Regions from separate parts of the Mus musculus genome. Here region 2 is linked to region 1. The links are chromatin contacts, called in public Hi-C maps. All regions are on one chromosome and are shown on one strand. The core of a region is the stretch at or near the end of the contact, and the rest is flanking DNA. Distances in the headings are between cores, read along the strand shown.

What was found. A called contact is a pair of places that touch in the nucleus more often than the background predicts.
Region 2: a Hi-C map of liver shows a contact between it and region 1, with 1.9 times the contacts expected there. The contact joins the enhancer-like site here to the promoter of Eps15 in region 1. A contact is called at or near these places in 1 of 39 promoter capture datasets (macrophages), 1 of 15 datasets of contacts at CTCF or cohesin (the NIH/3T3 cell line), 7 of 484 Hi-C or Micro-C datasets (the 3T3-L1 cell line, bone marrow-derived macrophages, embryonic stem cells and 2 more), 9 of 115 datasets of contacts at active chromatin or transcription factors (CD8 T cells, the SCID.adh cell line, bone marrow-derived macrophages and 5 more) and 3 of 9 other capture datasets (adipose tissue, liver and pancreatic islet).

The regions. Positions count from the first base shown.
Region 1 is chr4:109,277,663-109,285,277 of GRCm38.p6, forward strand. It overlaps Eps15 (epidermal growth factor receptor pathway substrate 15), which reads left to right and starts at 2,613. Exons shown (of 25, transcript NM_007943.3): 1 at 2,613-2,782. The coding sequence starts at 2,750. It overlaps Gm40225 (a long non-coding RNA gene), which reads right to left and starts at 2,661. Exons shown (of 3, transcript XR_868003.2): 1 at 2,360-2,661.
Region 2 is chr4:109,312,697-109,320,311 of GRCm38.p6, forward strand. It overlaps Eps15 (epidermal growth factor receptor pathway substrate 15), which reads left to right. Exons shown (of 25, transcript NM_007943.3): 7 at 182-307; 8 at 3,149-3,208. Among named protein-coding and RNA genes, the nearest start is that of Gm52702, 27 kb to the right of the region's middle. Within about 2 kb of position 4,740, at least 21 of the 459 cell types and tissues checked have an H3K27ac peak or open chromatin away from gene starts, as enhancers often do. A contact at or near this core is called in adipose tissue, bone marrow-derived macrophages, liver and 1 more, where this site is marked.

The DNA.
Region 1 (7,615 bases), core at 1,363-3,862:
TAGAAATATCAGTTGGGTTATAGTTGATGTTTCAAACTGGAATAGTTTCTCCTCTTCTCCCTTGAGCCAAAAGGAATAATGGCAAAAAGAAGTCAAAGGAGATACTCCTGACTAAGTGTTTACTCATCAGACCTGTATAACTTGCTCTTTGAGGCTGGATCAAATCAGAGGAGTCTAGGTAGACTTGGGAAGGGAGTTCTTGAGACCTCTCTGGTTTTTGCCTCTGATGGAAAAAGTCTAAAAATGGAAGTGGAGCCAACTAGATCTTGGGTTTTTCCAGCTGTCTCAGTGTATTGAGGAATCCTATTATAATGATAAAGGCTGTGGCCCTGATAGACGTGTGGGTTTTGTCCTGGAAACCACCATTAGGGAAAAAGGAAGCAAACACATATTGAGGTTGGGTACTTCTGTGTCTGAGGGACCTGCAGTAGAGAGTTAGTCTTCTTTAAGGCCAGTCAGATGTAGGCAGGTCATCAACTAACTCTTAAAACGAGGCAGAGGATATGGCCTTTGAAGCAGCTTACTAGATTAGTGCAATGGCTGCCAAGACTGCTAGCCTGAGTTCCATCCCCGAAACCTCCATGGTGGAAGGAGAGAATCTACCCCCTCCCCAAGTACTACACACACACACACACACACACACACACACACAATAAAAAAGGCAGAATAAAAAAGTCATATCAAAGTAACTAAAAGCTGGTATGCAGACTTCCTAGACCTTCTGAAGTAGGCTACATACAAACTGAGTGTAGTTTTACATCAACCTGACACAAGTTAGATTTATTAGACACGAGGAAACCTCAGTTGAGATAAAGCCTCCATAAGACCTCACTGTAGGGCATTTTCTTAACTAGTAGTTGGTAGGAGAAGGCCCAAGCCTGGGTTCTATAAGAAAGCAAACTGAGTAAGTCAGTAAGCAGCACCCCACCATGGCCTCTGCTTCAGACCCTGCCTCCAGGCTCCTGCCCTGTTTGAATTCCTTTCCTCACTGCTTTTGATGATGACCAGACTGTGAGGGAAATAAATTCTTTACTCTTCGGGTTGTCTTTGGTCATGGTGTTTCATCACGGCAGTAGTCACCCTAAATAAGAACCTTTGCAGATGACAATTTCAGGTAAGCGGTTCCTTATTCTAACTAAGTGTGGCAAAATGAAAAAGAGTAAGGTGTATAATGTTGAATACAGGCAGGACAAAGGCCTTCATTTAAGCATATACTATAATGTTATGGTGTTAAAATACATATATATTAAAAAATCTCTGCCACTGGTGAGCTGAGGGGGGTGGTTAGACTTATGTAAACAGGTCATTAGGAGGTTGTTGCCCTCTTCTAGTAAAGTCAACAAAAGAGTATGAACACTAGTTTGGAGAGACAATACTCTGTCAAGAGGTGGCATTTATGACAAAAAGGAATTTGAGAGGAACCGGGCACTGGTGGCACATTCCTTTAATCTCAGCACTTGGGAGGCTGAGGCAGGCAGATTTCTGAGTTCAAGGCCAGCCTGGTCTACAGAGTGAGTTCCAGGACAGCCAGAGCTATACAGAGAAACCCTGTCTCAAAAAACCAAAACCAAAACCAACCAACCAACCAGACAAAAAAAAAAAAAAGAATTTGAGATGGGACTTTATGCACTCACTGTACCTCTGAACTCCACTGTGGCCCTACACCTGCTTTTTTTTTTTTTTTTTTTTTTTTTTTTTAAATTAAACAGTCTAGGCAGGACAGGGAGCAGGCAAGGCAAGCAGTTCCTTCTTGCTCCCAAGATTTTTACTTTAGAAGGATTTACATGCCTTCTTAATGTGATAGCAGGTAGAAAGATTTGTAATCCAGCTTTCTAGTTAGTTTTTAAACTTCGGGTAAGAGAGTTGTTTTGTTTTGTTTTGTTTTTTCTTTTCGGGGAGGCCCTTTTCTTTTTATTTCAGTCAGGGCCTTACTATGTGTCCTTGAACTCACTATGTAGAGCAGGCTGGCATGGAACTCTCAGAGATTAAAGGTATGTGCCACCATGCCTGGCTGGCTTTCACCATCCTCATTTGTATAACTTCTTTCTGTTTCAAATCCCCTATTCACACAATTTTTTAAAAAAGTATTTAGGCCTGGAGTAGTGGTACATCTCCTTAATCCCAGCACTCTGGAGGCAGAGGGAAGTGGATCTCTGTGAGTTTGAGGCCAGCCTGATCTATACAGTGAGCTTCGGGATAGCCATGGCTACACAGAGAGAGACCTTGTTTTAAACAAACAGCAAACAAACAAAAGCATTTAGTGCAGAATCACACACAATCAGAATTATTTAATGTTATTACTACTAAACCGCTCCTGTCATTACTTAGTACCATTACTTTTTTAGTTCCCACAACCCACCTGGACATGGTTCTAATTTCTCCCCGCACTTTACAGAAAACAGCAGCCCAGGAAGAAGGATGGTGGGTGACCTGCCTAAACTCAGGTCTCTGTGGCGCCGCCTCCGCTGACCGTCCACCCCAGAGCCCTATCCGCACCGGGTTTTCCAGGGAGGCCGGGGTCAGGGCCTGGTTCCGCGGCTCAGACTCCCGCTCCGGGCTTTGCGCGCCGCCACGGCCTGTGAGGCCGGCGGGGCGGGGCGGGGCGGGGCGGCGTGAGGAGGGAAGTTGTCGAAGTTCGGGGAGACGCCCGGCCGCCGGCCTCGCCTACGGCCTGTCCCTCCGCCTCCTTCCCGCCCCGGGCCCCCGTCCGTCCGTCCTTCCTTCCCCTCCCGTGCATGATGGAAACACCATGGCTGCGGCAGCCCAGCTCTCCCTGACACAGGTAACGCCGCCCGCCGGTCGGCCCGGCTCGACCCGCCGGGGTTCCCCGGCCCTCCCTCCCCCCCTCCACCGCTCTGGGGCGCTGGCGCGGCGGCTGCCCTCGGGCCGCACGGTGGGAGCGCGTGTGAGGAGTGCGGGCGCCATCCCGAGTCGGAGCGGGAGCGGCGAGCCGGGGCCGCCGCACCCCCGCCCCGGGTCGCCGGGCTCTCGGCTCCGCCCCGCGCGGCTCCCACCCGGCCGCCGCCCCCGCCGCGGGTCTCCGCGCCGCTCTCCTCCAGGTCCCGTCGGCGCTCACCTTCTCGGCAAGTTTCTCCTCCGGGCCTGACGGCCGCCAGGTGAGCTCCGGTGGGGCTCACGCTAGACAGCGGCCGCGGGCGATGCGAGGCTCGACTTCGGCGGGGCAGGGTTCCCTCAGCTTCGCTCTGCTCCGGTCCGCGGGAGCGACGACTGCCGAGTTCCCCTCAGTTCCCTCAAGTCAGCCTGGCTTCCAGAAGTCGCATCCTGTCCGGGCACTTGACCCACTCACTTCTGCTCAGATCCCCTTGCAGACTTTCCCACCCGCGAGGGCGCCGTCTCTGATCGTCGTCCGAGGGGTCATGGTGCCAGCCTTCTGCAGGTGGGGCGCCTCTTTCCTCCCTGGTGCCCGGAACCACCGGGGAGATAACTTTGTCCTGGGACGATCTCGACCAAAAGCTGTTCTCGGAGTCTGTTCTCGGAGTCTCGCCTCTTTATCATCATCATCATTATTAAAATGTTCTCTTCCTTCAGAGCCCCATCCTCGAGGGATACATCTAAACATCACTCACTTAGGAGAACCTGAGTTCTCCGTTTCTGTAAAACCAAGCGTAGTCATCTCAAGACACCCAGGAGGGATGAGGTACCAAACACCTGCCAGTCCCTTTCATCTTCACTGCCCAGAAGTTTGCCTTCTCCATAGCTGGGGGCTGTGTACTCCCTGGTATAAGCCCACCTCAGCCTATCAGCCTGCCCTGTGATAGCTCCCTGCCATCTTGTCTCCTTGGCCTAGATTTGCCTGTACTTATAAGGTAGGGCATGTGTTTGGGTAATAGATTATTTCTATGTTATGATAAAGAGGTTTTGAGGTGTTTCTTTCCAAGAACTTGGAGATAAAAAAGTATTTTCCCCAGGAGCCAGGGTGGAAATTTTATTTACTTATTTATTTTGAGACAGGGTCTCAAATAGATCAAGCTGGCTTTGAACTCACTATGTAATCAAGAATATCAAGAATGACCTTGATTTTGGATCCTTCTTCCTCCATCTCCCAAGTGGACTGTACCACTATATTAGTTTATTCATCGCCAGGGATCAGACTCAGGACTTCATGCTGGCTAGACAGGCCCTGTACCGACTGAGCCATATCCCCAGCAAAAGTGATTCTATATATACTGTATGTGTGTGTGTGTGTGTATTATAGTGCGCACACACACACACACACACACACACACACACAGAGGCATCCCACAGGTAAGACAGCCTTTAGGAATAACCTCATAAACTTTACATTTCCAAATTTATTTCCTGTGGGTCATTGTGTTTTGACTTGCATCTAACAGGGAAGAACTTTTAAGATGGCCCAGTCTTGTCATGAATCTGTTTAGAAGGGTCCTTCTGAAACTCACATTTGAGGAATGGAAACATTGACTTTTGGGTGTTGGCTTTCTGAGTCTAGATAGTGACCTGCCTTAAACATGATCTCTGTTGGCAGGCACTTGTATTCTGACTCTGTTGGCTAATTCTGGTAGTTTCCCCCGACCCCCCTATTAAAGATTTTGTTCCCTTGAAGACTTCTGTAGAATTGCTTCTTGGTTGTGTGCCTACTTTATTTTCTTCTTGGATTGTACTGTGTTTTTAGTTTCTGTTTAGGATCACTTATCTCTGGAAATTTGCTTCAGGCTCTCAGTTTTGTAGTCATTTTCATAATTTGCATATGTTCTTGTGGTTGTATAGTTAGGTGTTAAAATGTATCCAGAGTAAATGCTGAATCACTAAGGGGAAATTATTCTTTAGTATTTCATGTTTGAACTTAAATTGATAATTCAAATAAGTCAATTTAAAATATTTAGATATTAAAATACTAAGATATAGTGAGATATTATAAAGGCACAGGGGAAAAAGTTTTTAAAATATTTACTAATGTATCTTTTTCCTTCAAACTTAGCAGATTTATAGTTCTTAGATATAATTACTTATTTGTGTATGAGTGTTTGCCTGCATGTATATATGTATACCACATTCATGTCTGGTGCCCATATAAGACAGAAGAGAGTGTCAAATCCCTTGGAACTAGAGTTATGGATGGTTATAAACCACCATATGGCTACTGGGAACCGAACCTGAGCCCTCTGCAAGAGCCACAAGTGCTATTAACTTGAGCTGAACCATATCTCCAGTCCTTGATTTTAACATGTGTGTGTGTGTTGCACACATATGAGTGTGCAGGTGCATGTGCTGGTTGGAGTGCATGAAGAGACTAGAGGAGAATGTCAGGTGTCTTCCTGTATCACTGTCTGCCTTGCAGCCTTGAATGAGAGATTGCCATTTAGGCGGGCCAGCTTGTTTCTGCTCTTTACTGCTGGGGTTATAGGCATGCTTGGCCGTGCTAGGTTTTTATGTAGGTACTAGGGATTTGAATTCCACTCCTCATGTTACATAGTGTTTTTACCTACTGAGCCATCTCCTCAGTTCCTCATACTTTTTGTTTAAAAAGTTTTAGCTGCTTGAACTAAGTCAGATAATGGTGTAGTTTGGTTTCACATTCATTATTGATTTATTTATGTTACCTTGTGTTTCTTTTTTCTGCTCTTCTAACACAGAGCTAGATATGGTATACTCAAGTGGGAGATTCTTCAAGGTAGACATGTGGAAGGTTCAAAGTGTATGGCTATGTTGCCATTCTAGTCTGGGTTCGTTGACTTAGTGATCCTTCTGCCCCAGTCTCCCAAGAAGCTGGGATTATGGATGTGTGTGTCACTGGGCCCGCCCAGCAAAGGACATTTTAAATTTCACCTCTTTTTCCTCTGTTTATTTGGAAGAAATAAATCTTGTGTCTATGCCAAACCTGTTAAAGAGCTCTTAAACAGTTATGAAGATTAACTGGATGCTAGTTTCTGCCTCTGGTAATGATCGTTTTGGAATAGGTTAGTTAGTTCATTCATTCGTTCATTCATTCATTCAGCCAGCCAGTGTGTCTGTGTGTGTGTGTGAAAGAGTTTTTGTTTGTTTTTGAGACAGGGTCTCTAGACCTGGTTGTAACAAAGATCACTTTGCCTCAGCCTCCCAGGTGCAGGAATTAAAGGCATGCATTGCTATGCCTGCTTCTGTAAATATTTTATTAAGTATTAGATGTAACACATTGTATTAAGGTTGGCTTTTTAGTTTTTTGGCTTTTATCGTTTTAACTAAAGCAACAAATTAGAGAAAAAAGTGAAAATGTTTTAGTTTATGTTTCCCTTGCCTTTTGAATGCCTGCCAAACACTCCTCTAACTCTTTCTTAACTAAAGATTGAAATTGAGTTTTGTCTTCTAGAGATGATAGAATACTAGATTCTGAATGCCATTTTTAGCATTGCCAGTAAGTATGGTATGAATAATATCCTAATGAAGACAGGAGTAAAATCTTTAGGTCTCTGCTTTCTTTGCCTTAAAAATTGATCCACAGTGGTTAAGAGCACTGGCTGCTCTTCTAGGAGAACCTTGTTCAGTTCTAGGAGAACCTTGTTCAGTTCCCAGCACCTGTGTGCTAACAGCCATATGTAAATCCAGTTCCAGGGGATCCAGCACCATCTCCCGGCCTTTGCATGCACAGCACTTAGTAGGTGCAGATACACCCATACATATAAATATTAAAAAATATTATCCAACAAATATTGTTGAGCATTTACTATTGGCCAAGAATTAGTATAGCTACTTAGAATATACTAACAAAATAAAAAATTTTGAAGCTTAAAGACAAAAAGCATGGAGCTTACATTTTAATAGAGGACTTTAAACATTATTAAATACTTGGCCAGCTCTAACATTTTTGCTTTGCAAGTAATACCTGATGAAGTGTTGGTTTTCTCATTGTAGTTAGTGCTGCCCAACCTTACTTTTTCTCATTTCAGTTGTTTTCACTTTTCTTGTTGATAAGTAAAATCCAAATCCTACATGATGGCTCAGTCTAATCCCAGCAAGTGGGAATCTGAGACAGGATTACTGTGAGGCCAGAATGGCAACAAAGTTAAGTTGTAAGTCAGCCAGGGCTACAGAGAGTGTCTGTATGAAAAAGCAGAAAACAGTCCTGGCTCCTAGATGGAGAGCTGTAGGCAGCTATTGAATGCAGAGAGAGGGAGAATCAGTTTTTTTCTCAGGGATGAACTCCTAACTGGTTATCTAATACTAGGTCATCAGCCCCAAAGAAACGTATGTACAAGCCATACTAAATGAACTCAGCAGCTTGTACTTACATATTTACTCGTGTGTGTGTGTGTGTGTGTGTGTGTGTGTGTGTGTGTGTATGTGTGTGTGTGCCATGGCATGCATGTGGAGGACATAGGACAGCTTGTGGAAATTAGGCCATGAATTTGAGGGGAGAAACTGGACATGGGAAGGGTTGGAGGAAGCAAAAGAAAAAGAAAGGGGAAAATTTGAATGAGAAAGAGCCAATTTTTGCTTTTTTTTGTAGATTATAGAAAGGACAAGTAAAGTTTTCTTTTTGTTTTGAGCACTTTCTTTGCTTTTCTTTCTTTTTGTTTTTGAGCATTTTCTTTGCTTTTCATTCTTTTTGTTTGAACACTTTGTATAAAACCTAGAGCCTTACGAATGCTAGGCAACC
Region 2 (7,615 bases), core at 3,490-5,989, 37 kb after region 1:
AATATAGTGTTTCAACTAGTCTTTAGTAGAGACACTTTGAAATTATTTAATATATTTTGATGAGAATGTTTTTTTAAAAAATGTTACCTTATAATCTGTTATTTGAGGATTTGATACTTATATGTGCAGTTAAATCCTTTTCATGATTATTTAACTTGTCATCTTTTTTTTCATATTGTAGTCTGAAGATAAAGCCAAATATGATGCAATTTTTGACAGTTTAAGCCCAGTGGATGGATTTTTGTCTGGTGATAAAGTGAAACCAGTGTTGCTCAACTCTAAGTTACCTGTGGAAATCCTTGGAAGAGTAAGATAGCAAACTTCAAATGTAGTTTGTTTGTTTGTTTGTTTGTTTGGAAACATTCTTAATGTATAGCTCAGGCTGGCTTAGAACTCATGAACCTCTTGCCTGAGCCTCATAAGTGCAAGGATTACAGTATTGTACTAGATGCAGTTATTATATATTCTAATTTTATATTTACCAGGAGCACTAATGTAATATATACAGATCTTATTAAAGTTGTATCAGTATAGAATTTTTGTATTTGTAACATGTAATTTATTGTCATTGTAGTTCTGGTTTTAATTATTCCCAATAAAATATGAGTGGTTAGATTTAGTTACATCTGTAAAGTCCATTAAGCATATTTATATCTTTCCATGTGTATGTGAATGATCCAGTTTTTGAAAAATTCTAAGGGCCATCTTTATTTTTCATTTTTAATTGTGTGTGTGTGTGTGTATGGTGTGTGTACAGATGAGTACAGGCCAAGTATGGGATCCCTTGGATTTGGGTTACAGGAAGCTGTGAACCACACTGTGGGTACAGAGAATTAATTCAAGTCCTCTGGAAGAGTGCGGATGCTTGTAACTGTCATCTCTCCAAGCCCAGACCATATGTATTTTATGTTTTCTACCTTAGGCTGTGTACTATAGGATTTTGTTTTAAGGAATATGAAATCACAGATTTTGTTCTCTGACTAGACTTTTCGTTTTTTTTTTTTCCCCCTCTAGATGTATGTGGACCTTTAATTCTTTGATCTCACTAAGACTTAAATCCTGGCCTCCTTTATTTCTCCTCTGTCTTTTTAAAATTGCATCTTAATTAGTTAATGTGTGTGTGTGAGACACAGTATGCCATTATGAAAATTAGGGGACAATTTGAAGGACTTGGCTCACTCCTACCATGTGAGTCCTGGGGATAGAATTAGCTCAGTTTGTTCAGTTTGGCACCCCTTTGTTTGTTTGGGCTGAAACGTGAAGGCATGGGTATCCTGAAGCAGGGTAAGAGAGTTCTACATGCTCCAGTAGCTTCAAGAGGAGCAGCGGACTCCGATGGGCCTAGGAACATATGGTATGAGGGAAAGTTCCATGTCTTACAGCTGTTTTAGAAAAGAAACTGTGATTATCTCCTTAGATGCAGAAAAGGCCTTTAACAAAATTTATTTCTCTACATGATAAAAGTTCCAAGGAATCTAGGGATACATGGGAGTTTTCACAACATAATGAAGGCAATACACAACAAGCCCACAGCCAACATCTTGCTAAGTGGAAAAAACACAAAGCATTTCTGTTAAACTTAGATGTGAGGAAAGGATATCCCAGGCTGTTCTGAAACTCAATATGTAGACCAGGCTAGCCTCAAACTCACAGAGATCCACCTGCTGCTGCTTTACAAGTGTTAGGATTGAAGGCTTGAGTTTTATTTCTTTTTCTTTCTTTTTTTAATTAATCCCACCCAACTGTCTCCTTGTGGATGTCTCCACCACCCCCACCCCACCTGACCTCTAAACTCCTTGGGGCCTCCAGTCTCTTGAGGGTTAGGTGCATCGTCTCTGAATGAACACAGACCCAGACGTCCTCTAGTGTATGTGTGTTGGGGGCCTCATATCAGCTGGTGTATGCTGTCTTTTTGGTGCTCCAGTGTTTGAGCCATGTCAGGGGTCCAGATTAATTGAGACTGCTGGTTCTCCTACAGGATCACCCTTCTCCTCAGATTCTTTCAGCCTTCCCTAATTCAACAACAGGGGTCAGCTGCTTCTGCCCATTGGTTGGGTGCAAATATCTGCATCTGACTCTTTCAACTGCTTGTTGGGTCTTTCGGAGGGCAGTGGTGATAGGTCCCTTTTTGTGAGCGCTCCATAGCCTCAGTAATAGTGTCAAGCCTTGGTCCTAAATGCTTTTAAGACTTAGATGTGAGGAAAGTATTTGAATTTATTAAGAAGTTTTTGATTTTTACCAAAAACTCAAGTGTGCATGTGGTAATTATTTGCCTTCTCTTTTGTTGTATTCAGGCTTTTGAGAAATGCTAAAATAAGTTCCTGATCACTGATTTTATCTGGGTTTCTCCCGATTGCTTGTCACTTTTGTTTTGTTTTCAATATAATTTCTCTCCTTTCTTCCTTATGTTTTAAACCATAACCACTTTCTTTAAATACCCAGCTCTTTGTGTAATTCCTTGCATAAACTGCCACAGAGGGTCCAATCCAGCTCTTTCCTTCTTAGTTAAGTAACTTGGGGAAAGTCCTTAGAAAAACTGTATGTTGGTTTTCAAGTCTTTGCCATGGGCGTACATTTCAGTTGATAGGGTACCAAGGACTGAATGTGATAGTGTGTGTGTGCTTAATACAGTGCTTGTTACAACTCAGAATGCTAGGTGCTATGGTAGAATGGTGATGACTGCCATCACATTGCCAGAAATACTTGTGATACTACCCCTGGGCCATTAGGTGCTTAATAAATACAGAGTTTGGTTTGTTGTTTTGAGACCATTTCTTGGTGTAGCCCAGGCTGCCTGGGAACTCTTTGTAGACCAGGCTGGCCTTGAACTCAGATCCACCTACATCTGCCTACTGAATACTGGGACTAAAGGCATGCAGCACCACATCTGTCAAGACTGGTTTTTAAAAGCTCTTTTCTAGTATTGTTTCCAACCGTTTCTCTACTGTATGGTCTGTGTGAGATTCCAATTTTCTTGCTTTAAACTAACCTCCTAGTAACTTCCCATTGCAATTAAGACAAAGTCCAGATTCCTTTTAAGATACTTAACCTCAGACACTCTCATATTCCATTAGTATGCTTTCTCTTCCTGTCCCTAAAGAATACATAAAGTAAAGAGCATTAATTGTTCTCACTTTCCTTTTTTAAGGTTTGGGAGTTGAGTGATATTGACCACGATGGAAAGCTGGACAGAGATGAGTTTGCAGTTGTAAGTAACTAGATGTTCTTAAAGTGTAAAATACTATCATATGACAGCCTTCTCACACCCACACCTCCTGACAGCTTATTAAAACAGGGCTCGAGTTTACGATCTGCCTACATGCTTAAATTACAGTGTGTGTCATCTGTCTTGGGAAATAGTTCCCATTTTAATTTATCCTTAGACTATGCCCATCAGATCGTAGTTACTAATGTCTTTAGAATTTATTTGGTTGAGTGCATATATTTAATGGGTAAGAGAATGTGTATGTTTTGCCATCATTTTTTTTTCCCTCACTGTAGGTGCATAGGAAAGATACTCAGTTAATGTGCAATAAAATGATGGATATTTAAAAATCCTTATATTGATCTGATGTCCACTGAAAGTTAATATTGCTTAAAACACAAAGAGAAAAACCACTTAAAGAAAGTCAGTAGTTGGTATTAATCCCAAACTAAGTCCTTTCCTTCTCTGACACCCTGTGTAACTTTAGCTTTGTTTGTGATGATTTATTTACTTACTTACTTAATTCTTTTAATTTTATTATTTTTAATTTTTTATTAGATTTTTCTTTATTTACATTTCAAATTTTAATCCCTTTCCCCATTTCTCCTCTGAACCCCCCCCATCCCATACCCCTCCCCCTGCTCCCTAACCCACCCACTCCCGCTTCTCTGTCCTGGCATTCCCCTACACTGGGGCATAGAGCCTTCACAAGACCAAGGGCCTCTCCTCTCATTGATGTCTCACAAGGCTATCCTCTGCTACATACTTGGATAGAGCCTTGAGTCCCTCCATGCATACTCTTTGGTTGGTGGTTTAATCCCTGGGAGCTCTGGGGGGTACTGGTTGGTTCATATTGTTATTCCTCCTATGTGGTTGTAAACCCCTTCAGCTCCTTGGGTCCTTTCTCTACCTCCTCCATTGGGGATTTTTTTTTTTTTTTTTTTTTTGAGAGAAAGTTTCTCTGTGTATCTTTAGCTGTCCTGGAATTTATCCTGTACACCAGGCTGGCCTTGAACTCAAGAGTATCACCTATCTCTGCCTCCCAAGTGCTGGGATTAAAATCTGTTACCATCACTGCCCAGCCTAGTTTTATTTTAAATAAAGATATCCTAAAGCTTTTTAGTTTAGTGTCTTTATGTATTTCTGTACTCACATAGTATATACCAGCTTGAAAACTGTTGTTTCTCTCCACACACACACAGAGACACACAGGGCACATGGGTTGGGAGGGGGATGTACATTATTTGATCTGGTTGCTGTTGCTTTAGTTGCAGTCTGTATAGGATAGAGTACAGTATAGTAAGAGAACAAGATCATAGTCCAGCAGTATTAAAATTATTCTGTTCATCTTTAGGATTTTGGTGAACAAAATTTTGGCTTTAGTTTTGTCAGGGAAACTATTTTTAAGAAACATGAAATTGGTAACTTTTTCAACTTTCAGGAAAAAAAAAGTGTTGTCTATTGGCAGCAGATGGCAAGCATTGCTTTTTTGTTTTGTTCAGTGTCCACTTTTCCAGGAAATGACTTCATCTGCAGCAAGAATGCTGACCTTGATATGTGTGCTAGTCACTCTGTTAGCAAAGTACCAGCCTAGTACTACAGATACTCTGAAGTAGATTGTTTCTTTCTGAAGCTTCAAGTTTTTGAAGACATAGGGTTCATGTGTTTTCAAACTGACATGGAGTTCTTAACTGTTTGGCCAGTTTGTGGTAAAGGATTGGTTTGGCTATCCCTGGATACACAGCCCCAGAGAACTTGTTAGAAATGCAGATTCTCTGACTCAGTGCCAGCTTTACTGATCCCAGAATTCCAGGAAATTCTGATGTGCACTAAAGTCTGGGTCCACAGGTCAGATTTAGCTGTTCCAATTATAAAGGAAAGAGTGATAGTCAAAATTATCACACAGATGCTATTGTTAATATTGTAGCTAAGGAGTTCTTGGTTTGTATCATATACATTTATATATAATATTATATAAACATTTTAGTGTCTATATAGATACATAGATATTTAAAAAGTTCTTTTTTGAGACAGACTCTCATATAACCTAGGCTGGGCTCAAACTCAGTTCTCTGCTGCCTGGTCCTGAGTAATGGGGTTATAGGCATGTAACACCAATGGTGTAGTCTATACAGTAGCCTATGGCATCTTTAAAATATTGTATTAGTCAAGTTAGCATCCCTGAGCTGCCGTTTCTTCATTTATAAAATATTAGCCATCATATAAATTGTGGGTCACAGTTGTATTGAGTACTCAGTAAGTACTGATTTGAAAATTCTATAAAACTCAAATTTAGGAGTTAAGATAGATGCCCAATGCAAATTTCCTTTGAGAGAATTATAATTTTCAGTGGGAAAAAAAAATCAAGAAATAATGCACCCACTCTCAGTTGCAACGGAAATCCTTCTTGAGGTTAAAGATATTGTCTATTTTTCTTTTATTATATAGTTTTTAAATTTATTTATTTATTTATTATATGTAAGTACACTGTAGCTATCTTCAGACACTCCAGAAGAGGGCGTCAGATCTCATTACAGATGGTTGTGAGCCAACATGTGGTTGCTAGGACTTGAACTCAGGACCTTAGCAAGAGCAGTCGATGCTCTTAACCGCTGAGCCATCTCACCAGCTCTAGTTTTCTTTTTTCTTTTTTTTTTTAATTAGGTATTTTCCTCGTTTACATTTTCAATGCTATCCCAAAGGTCCCCCATACCCACCCCCCCAATCCCCTACCCACCCACTCCCTCTTTTTGGCCCTGGCGTTCCCCTGTACTGGGGCATATAAAGTTTGCAAGTTTTCTTTTTTTAAAAGCCATAAAACTTCATCCTCTGAGAGTATGAAAGGTATCTTTAACGTGGAGAAGTTACAGTGTTTTACAGTAAATATTCTACAGACAGTAAGCTTTTAAAATATATGTACACATATACATACACACTTTAGATATTTAAAATATTTTAAGGTAGGTAATACATTCTAATCATTCAAAATTAAACAAGAAGATAGTGAAAAAAGGATCCATCTCTGCCTGCAACTGTTGTAGTCTTCTCTGGCCAGCTACTTTTCTTACTTTCTGGTTTATCCTTGAATTTTCCTTGTTCAAATGTACAAAAATTTTGAATAATTATTTGCTCTTTACCACAGAAGATAACACCACACAAACACACATGCACGCACACATATACTGGAGGTATGTGTTCAACACTGTATTTTTTTATGTTATCATTGTGCTTTAGATTCTTGGACTTATTTTCTCATAGAATACATTGTGATTTTTTTTTTCTGGTATATTGTTTTTTGAGACTGAATACAATGGATTGCTTCCAATTTAAGTATGTAATTTGGTAAATATTGAAAATTTCGTATTCGTGAAGACAATACCATAATGCTTTCCTATGATTTGTTTGTTTGTCTGTTTTGTTTTGTTTTTGAGACAGGATTTCTCTGTGTAGCCCTGGCTGTCCTAAAACTCACTCTGTAGACCGGGGTTGTCCTTGAACTCAGAAATCCTCCTGCATCTGCCTCTCAAGTACTGGGATTAAAGAAGTATGCTTTCCCAACCTAGCTTCATTATTTTTTAAAAACGATTGTTTCATAGTTTTTTATTATATAGGTATATCATCACTTTAGTGTTAGTCTTTTATTGATGGACAGGTGCTATTGCAGCCAATTGTTATGGTTAATAATCTTTTTTCAGGCAGCATTTCATATGGAAAATAAATGTAAGTATTGATTTCTAGATGTGAAATCATTTAGCCAAAGGGAAGAGTGTATTTGCAATTTGGTGATCAGTTGGTCCTTCAAAAGGATATTACTGATTTGAGTTTTATATAGGAGAAAACAATAGTTTTCCCTCTATAGTCTTTTTAATTTCTTGGCTGAGATTCATGTAATGAAAGACATGTTCTCAAAAGAAAAATGTTTATTAATATGTATAATTTATATTTACTTGGGAGACAATTTGAGGAAAGAAAAACTTTCCAAGAAGTAGCATAAAACTTAGGCTTATTACAGTGTCTTCAACACATGTAGAGGTTTAGGTAAATGAGAAGGCAAAGAAAAAGGCCTAAGACACTAGAATGCACAAATTACAAAAAGGTACCAATGGTAGATAGCAGTGAAAGTGGATAGATAGTAACAGCAGAAACCGATAACAGCTAGAGTAACGCCTCTTCTGTGAGTGCTTCTGATGCACCATCTCCATGCTTGTAATGTTAGGTGAGGCTGTGGCTCACCCATGTAGCCCCAGCACTTGAGAACTAAGGGTGGTTTAAGGCAAAGTTATCTTGTGTCTTGCCCAGTTGCCCTCTGCTACAAATAATCCTGCCATAGTGGTACTTATTACCCTTTGGTGCTCAGTAGCAGTGTCTGACAGTGCCTCTTTTTTGAGAGTTCACCTCCCAAGTACATTA